2 separate regions of the Rattus norvegicus genome follow, and region 1 is linked to region 2. A link is a contact called in public Hi-C data. All regions are on one chromosome and are shown on one strand. Each heading gives the region's core, a stretch centred on a gene start, on an enhancer-like site or on the middle of the called end of the contact. The rest is flanking DNA. Distances are from core to core; before and after follow the strand shown.

Region 1 (3,551 bases), core at 802-3,301, 220 kb after region 2:
AGTCCACGTAGTGTGGTTCTCTTTTCCTTTTGACCCTCGTTTTGCTTCTAACTTCAAATGGCAAAAGCAAACGTGCTCTCAAAAGCATGCCACACGGTAGTTGCTAAATAAGGCAATAACCTGTGCACTTGTAATTCTCTCCCTATGACCTACTTACATCCTCCTTCACCCTCCTTATAGTATGATTAAAAGCTGCTTTGAATCCACTATTGCCTCAAGGGATTTGAGGCTAGAATTTAACAAAGTGCTGAGAAGGCTTAAGTCAGTAAGAGGGCTCCCCTACAGCTTCCCCTAACTAATTCACATGCAATTAAAGAGAAAATAAATATTTTACAAGTGTGTGTGTGTGTGTGTGTGTGTGTGTGTGTGTGTGTCCACGAAGAATTTCTGCCTTATAGAATGCAGGTACACATGGAGCTTTATTCTGTAGCTGACGCCTTCTTTGTGTGTGACTGTGTGCGCTTTGGAGGCTGGCTCTGCTTTATTTTGTCTCAAATTTACTGTCCGGCCACCTCATCTCTGTGCGTTCAAGGTTTACGTAAACAGTGTGTGATGGTCAAGATAGTCAAGGTTTGTCTTCGGTTGGTTACCCAGCTAACTACTCAGAGAGATCATTTCAGAAGTAGCTGGCAATTGGCTTGGTAAGGAGGAAAAACAGCTTAGAATTAGGAGAAAAGGCCTGGGTATGATTTTGATCTAATAATTCATTTTTGATGCAATTGTCTGTCAAGTGATTATAAACTGGGACCCGGCTCCTCCAGAAAGGCAATATTTAAAAATGAAAGTTAATCAACTCTTCTATCTTAACTACCCTGCAGTTAGGAGGCTAAAAGCCAGTTGAAGGAGGAAATTCTACTTAATTAAATTTGTTTGTGTGGATTTAACTGAATAGCACAGGCCTGTTACTCCATATTGCTCACTGCCCTATCTGGGTTTAAAATTGACACCTAACTATTTTCTTATAATCTCCAAGGGCAGTTCCCACTGTCACACAGAGATTGGTGAGGAAAATGTGAATCTTTTCTTTACCGCCTGATAAATTTAACTATCGTTTACTTAGCTATTTAACCATCTAGCTACCATAATCTGGGCATGCTGTCATTTGTGAGGTTAAAGAAAAAAAAAAAGCTCCTTAGTAAAATATTCTGTTAGAATAACAACAGAAGAGAATAGACATACAAATTTTCAAAGAAAACCATAAAATGTATATACGTCCTATGTAAGTATGAGTATGTGTATATATGCCTCTGTGTACACATTAAGTGTATAGATATGTATTGCCTCAGAGTTCAAAACATGTCATTTGAATATAGAATAAAAAATGATTTTACCACAAAAAGTAAACTATAAAGTTTACTTATGATGTTGACTTACAACAGAAAATGAAACATACTTGCGACTACACTGAAGAGTTTGCTGTCACCCAAATAGCCAAACCATGAGGACAATAAGCCGCGTTATCAACTACTTTCCTTGAAAACTTTTGTTGAGCATCTGCTCACTTTCCTCTCAATTCCTCTCAGTACCCCTTCCCACAAATCTTCACTGTGACCCGAAGTGACAGGATTGGCTTTTACTGTTCGGGTTAAATAATAGGAAATGACAATTTTGCGCTCCGCTCTTTATTTATTTATTTTGGAAGCAATGGGATTTGTGACAGTTTCTCATTTTAAGGCCCGTTTCTTCTTCGGTGTTGAAGTAGACACCGAAGGCAGCACCGTTGTCCTCCCGTGTGTCACTCGGGCCACTGCGCCCAAAGACAGTTACTTCCTCTCTAGCAGATAGAGAGCAGCACCCCACGGCCAGCCCCACCCCGGGGGGGAGACACGGAGGTCGCGCGCGATGCGGGTCCCCAGCGGCTTCGCTCTCCCGGTGGCCGTGGGAACGGGGCGGCGAGAGGGTCGGGGCGACCGTCGCAGTTCGGCGCGCCGGGCTCGTGGGGCCGTGCGCAGAGGCCGGGGCGAGCCGGGCCGGCGGGCCCGCAGGGGTTAAGCGTGGAGCGGCCGCCCCGGGAGCTCCGCCCCCGCCCGCCGCACCTGGCGCTCGGCAGCCAGGCCGCCCCGGCGCCGGCTCGCGGAGGGGATTGGTGGAGCGCGCGAGGGAGAGAATGTGACAAGTGCCCGCTTCGGCGGCCGCCCGGGGAGGCCGCGCGCACCTGTCCCTGCCTGTCTCGCGCCGCCCGCGGCCGCTCGGACGCGCGCACAGCCCCCCGCCGCCGCCGCTGCCGCCGCCGCCGCCGCCTCCGCCACCGCCGCCGCTGCGTGCGCCGAGAACATGACTTCTGCCTTCAAGCTGGATTTCCTCCCGGACATGATGGTCGAGGGCCGCCTGCTCGTTGCTGACAGAATGTGAGTGGCCGAGGGCTCGAGGGGCAGCGCGGCCGAGAGTGGGGCGTCGTCTCCACAGAGGCAGCGGCCGCCTCCCCTCCGCGTCTTCTCTTCAGAGGACGCGGCTGGGACGGCGCAGGGCCGAGCGGGCTAGCGGGCGAGCGGGCGAGCTCGGTGAGCGGCCAGCCTTCCCTGGGCGCGCCAGCGCGGGGCTGGCGGGAGAGGACCCGTGAGGGGTCGCGCGGCGTCCCGTGGTCCCGGGCTGGGCGCGGCGTCCTGCGGGCGGACCGGCCGGCGGGGCGCGGGGCGCCGGGTCCGGGGCGGGGCGGGCGCGTGCTGTTTGCACGCTCGTGCCTTTAGAAATGCGGGGTGGCCGGGCGGAACAGCCTTGGCTTTCGCACTCATTTCTGAGATGGGAGAGAGGAGGACGAGCGAGAGAAAGAGAGAGAGAGAGAGAGAGAGAGAGAGAGAGAGAGAGAGAGAGAGAGAGAGAGGGTAATTACACGCCCTTAAAACTAGCCAGGTGTACTCTCGTGCGGAAATTAGAGGTAATTTTTACGTAATCGGGATGGTTTTGTCTGATAGGTAGTCTGTGATTTAATAATTAATGTGATTCTGGTGGTTTTACGTGTCGCCAAACTAGGATCGAGCGGTTATTGGGACAAGTGGAGGGCTGGAATCCGCGAGGAGAGGAAACTATGTGTAATTTTTCTTTCTTTCTTTTTTTTTCTTTCTTTCTTTTTTAAAAAAAATCTGGCTGCTCTGTCTTGGTAGGGAAGTTTCTCTCTTTAGCTCGGAGATCTCAGTGGGATCCACTTGTATTTCAGGCATGTTATGTAAAGAAACCCTAGATAGAAAAAGGATTGCCAGAACAAGATGGGGAAGACTGTGTCCTCCTGAGACACGGGATGTATATAATTCTCTCGTCAAGTGAGGCATTCCATAATGTATCGGATTTAGTGGGGGAGGGTGCTGCCCCTGGTTAAGTGATGTACAAATTTTTCCTGCTGTCTGCGCTGTAAGACTTAACATCCATGTGCTTTCTGGCACCCTATGCTACTCTTCCAAATATTCGGGCCACTACAGGCTTTATGATCCATTTCCCTGGCTTTCGCCTGTAATACTCGATTCTTTTTTTCTGGTATGTTAAGTATTATGAGTTGAGAATCTTGAAAAACTCCACGGTGGCCAATTATTGACGCCCTAGAATTAAAAAAAAAATCA
Region 2 (3,252 bases), core at 689-3,188:
ACACTACCAGCCGGAGACCAAGCATGTAAAAACAACGAGAACCTATGAGGAACATCTGCACTTCAGCCACAATATTATTGTGGGCAGCTGGCCATTGTAACACTCTAAGCTCTGTGGTTCAGAGCAAGAGGTAGCCTGATGCTCTTGTCAGGGAGCAGAGGAACAAACTGAGCTTCCTTGGCTCTACTGGCAAACCGCTAGCTTCTTCCTCCTGGCTTGATCTGTGAATTAACCATATTCACAGAAAAGATTTGTTTAAAATCACATTGCTCTTTCTATAAATAGTCCACTCCAATTACATTTATGATGCTAACACGTCCTCACCAGTCTTCCTGACTGTCAGTAGAAGATGCCCTTTGCTTGTGAAGAAACAGCTGCCTGGAGTCAGACTCACCTGTGCTGTGCATTAACCATGAGAATCCTTTACACTCGCTTTCATCATTTGAAAAGCAGAAGTCAAATAGAGCCTGCCCCATAGACTTAGTAAGCCCTGGTTCAATACAGCTGCTAGACATATCTATACACTGTATCCTAGACCCACTCACTAGACAAATCTATACACTGTATCCTAGACCCATTCACTAGGCATATCTATACATTGTGTCTTAGACCCATTCACTAGACAATGTATCCTAGACCCATTCACTGGTCATATCTATACACTGTATCTTAGACCCATTCACTGGTCGTATCTATACACTGTGTCCTAGACCCATTCACTGGTCATATCTATACACTGTATCCTAGACCCCTTCACTAGACAAATCTATACACTGTGTCCTAGACCCATTCACTAGGCATATCTATACACTGTATCCTAGACCCATTCACTAGACAAATCTATACACTGTGTCCTACACCCATTCACTAGGCATATCTATACACTGTGTCCTAGACCCATTCACTAGTCATAACTATACACTGTGTCCTAGACCCATTCACTGGTCATATCTATACACTGTATCCTAGACCCATTCACTAGACATATCTGTACATTGTATTCTTGCCAGTGCTCTTTGCAGAGCATAAAACATAGCAATGCTATCTGTGGATTGGTTGTTGTACTTCACAGCAATAAGTGAAGGGCTTGAAAAATGCATAGCCATGTGGCATAGTAATTTTATGACGATTAATCTAATTTTCTGTTTTGAAGGCAAGAGCTACATTTTTGTATGAAGTTGCTTTTTGTTCAGTAACTCGGTTTCATTTTACTATACAAAGTATTGATCTGAAACATATTGGAATTTTCAGAAAGCGAAGGAGAAGGAAAAAGTCACCCTTTGTCACAGTGGGATGCCCGGCCTTGCTTGAGAGACAAACTTGATAATGTTTCATAAGCTAAAGTGTCCTTCGGTTTCTAAATAAATACTCCATAACGCAATCTCTATAGTGTGTTTTCTGTAGTTACTACCTTAAGGGAGATGAACAGGAAGCTGTTTAGATCTCTCGCTCTGGCTGGACCCACTGCACATTTTACACATTGGCACTCCCCTCTGTGACTTGCCTCCCCCTCAATGATCCCAGAGCAATAATCCAGGCGAGGCAGTTCACGAGTAGAATTTGGCATTGTGTCATTGATGGGCAACTTGGCAAGTGTGTTTGGCTTTGCTCTGAGACTCAGATTTCCCTCTTCAAACTGGCAAGGAGTTAAGTCTTTAAGCACACCACCCAGAAGAACAAAATGCAAAGCAAAAGAAAAGATAAAGATTGGGAAATCAATATTCAGGCATTCCTCCCTGGCCCACAACATGGAGACCAAACAATACGTCTCTCTTTCGAGTGTCTCTTTTGTGCCTGTCGCTGTAAACCACCAGTGTTAACAAAGACAGGCTGGGAATCGGAAGAACTCGACCTGAACATTGCATCTGCCCTGGCAGCTCAGGAGTTAACTAAAGCTCTGATATTTTTTTGCCTCCTGGATGGACTGAATTTGGCCTGTGATTCCTCTGAATGGCATGTGAAGCAGCCGGCTGGGTGTGAGTCCCCTTCATCTCCCTTCTTCCTCACTTGTCAAATATGTCTGGCAGAGACCCAACTTCCCCCTCCTGACTCCACTCCACTTTGCTCTCCTGTGCAGCTGAACAAGATTCCAAATGAGAAACAGCATTCTTTCCCAAGCTCTAAAGAAGGGCCTGAGTCCAGTGAAAACTTACCAATAAATATGTGGACCCTGAATTATATTGTGCAGTGGTCCTTCTGCTATTCTTAGCAGGTTTCAAAGCTGTTTGTTTAGTCTGTTTAGAGATCCTTCAGGGTTTTGGCTTTTCTTTCTTTCTTTCTTTTTTTTTTTTTTAAGTTTATAGTGTCCTGGAACAGTGATTCCTCTGTCATTGACAAAGCACCAAAACACGTATCTTTGTTCCTAGGTTTTTCATAGTACCAGAGGTTGCAAATAGAGCACAAAAGCACTTGGAATTCCATTAAAGTTGCATTCCTTTATCTAAAAGAAGGGGGGGGGGGATGCTTTCTTGGGAAGTTTTGTCCATAGACACGGTTAAGTGAGGCTATCTACAACTTGCATTCCGTGTAACTGAAGATTAATGGTTAACCCTTTCCTGTGCTGCCCGCTGAGAGCAGAAGTTTGCAGCAAAATGAAGAAAATACAGCAGCCTTGTTAACTGACTGTGGTTGATTGGTTGGTTGGTTGGTTGGTTGTAAGTTTGTTTGTTTTTAAATTACTGTATTTCAATGCCTCATCAATAGCATCAGAAGCACCATTACAGATCCAGATAAATAAGCTAACCTTAACAGTGATGCTACTTGAAAGTTAGATTGTTAATAGGCAGTGATAGTGGATGCCTTTAATCCCAGCACTTGGGAGAAAGAGGCAGGTGGTACTCAGTGACTTCAAGGTCAGGGCCACACAAAAAAAACCCTCTCTTAGGGAAAAGAATGAAGGAAGGCAGAAAATTAGCCTGTTGTATGATTGCCAGATCCCAGAAATGAAAACACAGGGCCCACAATTGAAATTGAAATTTCCAAATTAATGAATTAATTAGTTAATTAATTAATTAAACAAACATTTTTTAGTATCTGTCTTATATAGTATTTAGGTACATAGTTATACTAAAGTATGACTCATTGTTTCTCTGAAATACAGCACAAGCCAAGCATACTGTATTCTATCCGGTGACCCTGGTCCATCCCGTGTTCTCAGCTGTGAGCCATTTAAAGCATGTAGAGCTTCTGCAAACTTTCCAGGGTCAAGGAAAAGCACACAAGTTTCTTAGCTCCTTCCATCTGTCAACTTAA

What was found. Hi-C and Micro-C count contacts between places; a contact is called where the count stands out from the background.
Region 1: a contact with region 2 is called in a Hi-C map of Schwann cells, with 4 times the contacts expected there. The contact joins two enhancer-like sites. A contact is called at or near these places in 1 of 12 Hi-C or Micro-C datasets (Schwann cells) and 1 of 1 datasets of contacts at active chromatin or transcription factors (oligodendrocytes).

Annotation. Positions count from the first base shown.
Region 1 is chr17:76,329,995-76,333,545 of GRCr8, forward strand. The region is part of intron 1 of Celf2 (CUGBP, Elav-like family member 2); the gene reads left to right. Among named protein-coding and RNA genes, the nearest start is that of Celf2, 13 kb to the left of the region's middle. Within about 2 kb of position 2,052, at least 63 of the 93 cell types and tissues checked have an H3K27ac peak or open chromatin away from gene starts, as enhancers often do. A contact at or near this core is called in Schwann cells, where this site is marked.
Region 2 is chr17:76,110,228-76,113,479 of GRCr8, forward strand. It overlaps a transcript of Celf2 not described here. Among named protein-coding and RNA genes, the nearest start is that of Celf2, 210 kb to the right of the region's middle. Within about 2 kb of position 1,939, at least 12 of the 93 cell types and tissues checked have an H3K27ac peak or open chromatin away from gene starts, as enhancers often do. A contact at or near this core is called in Schwann cells, where this site is marked.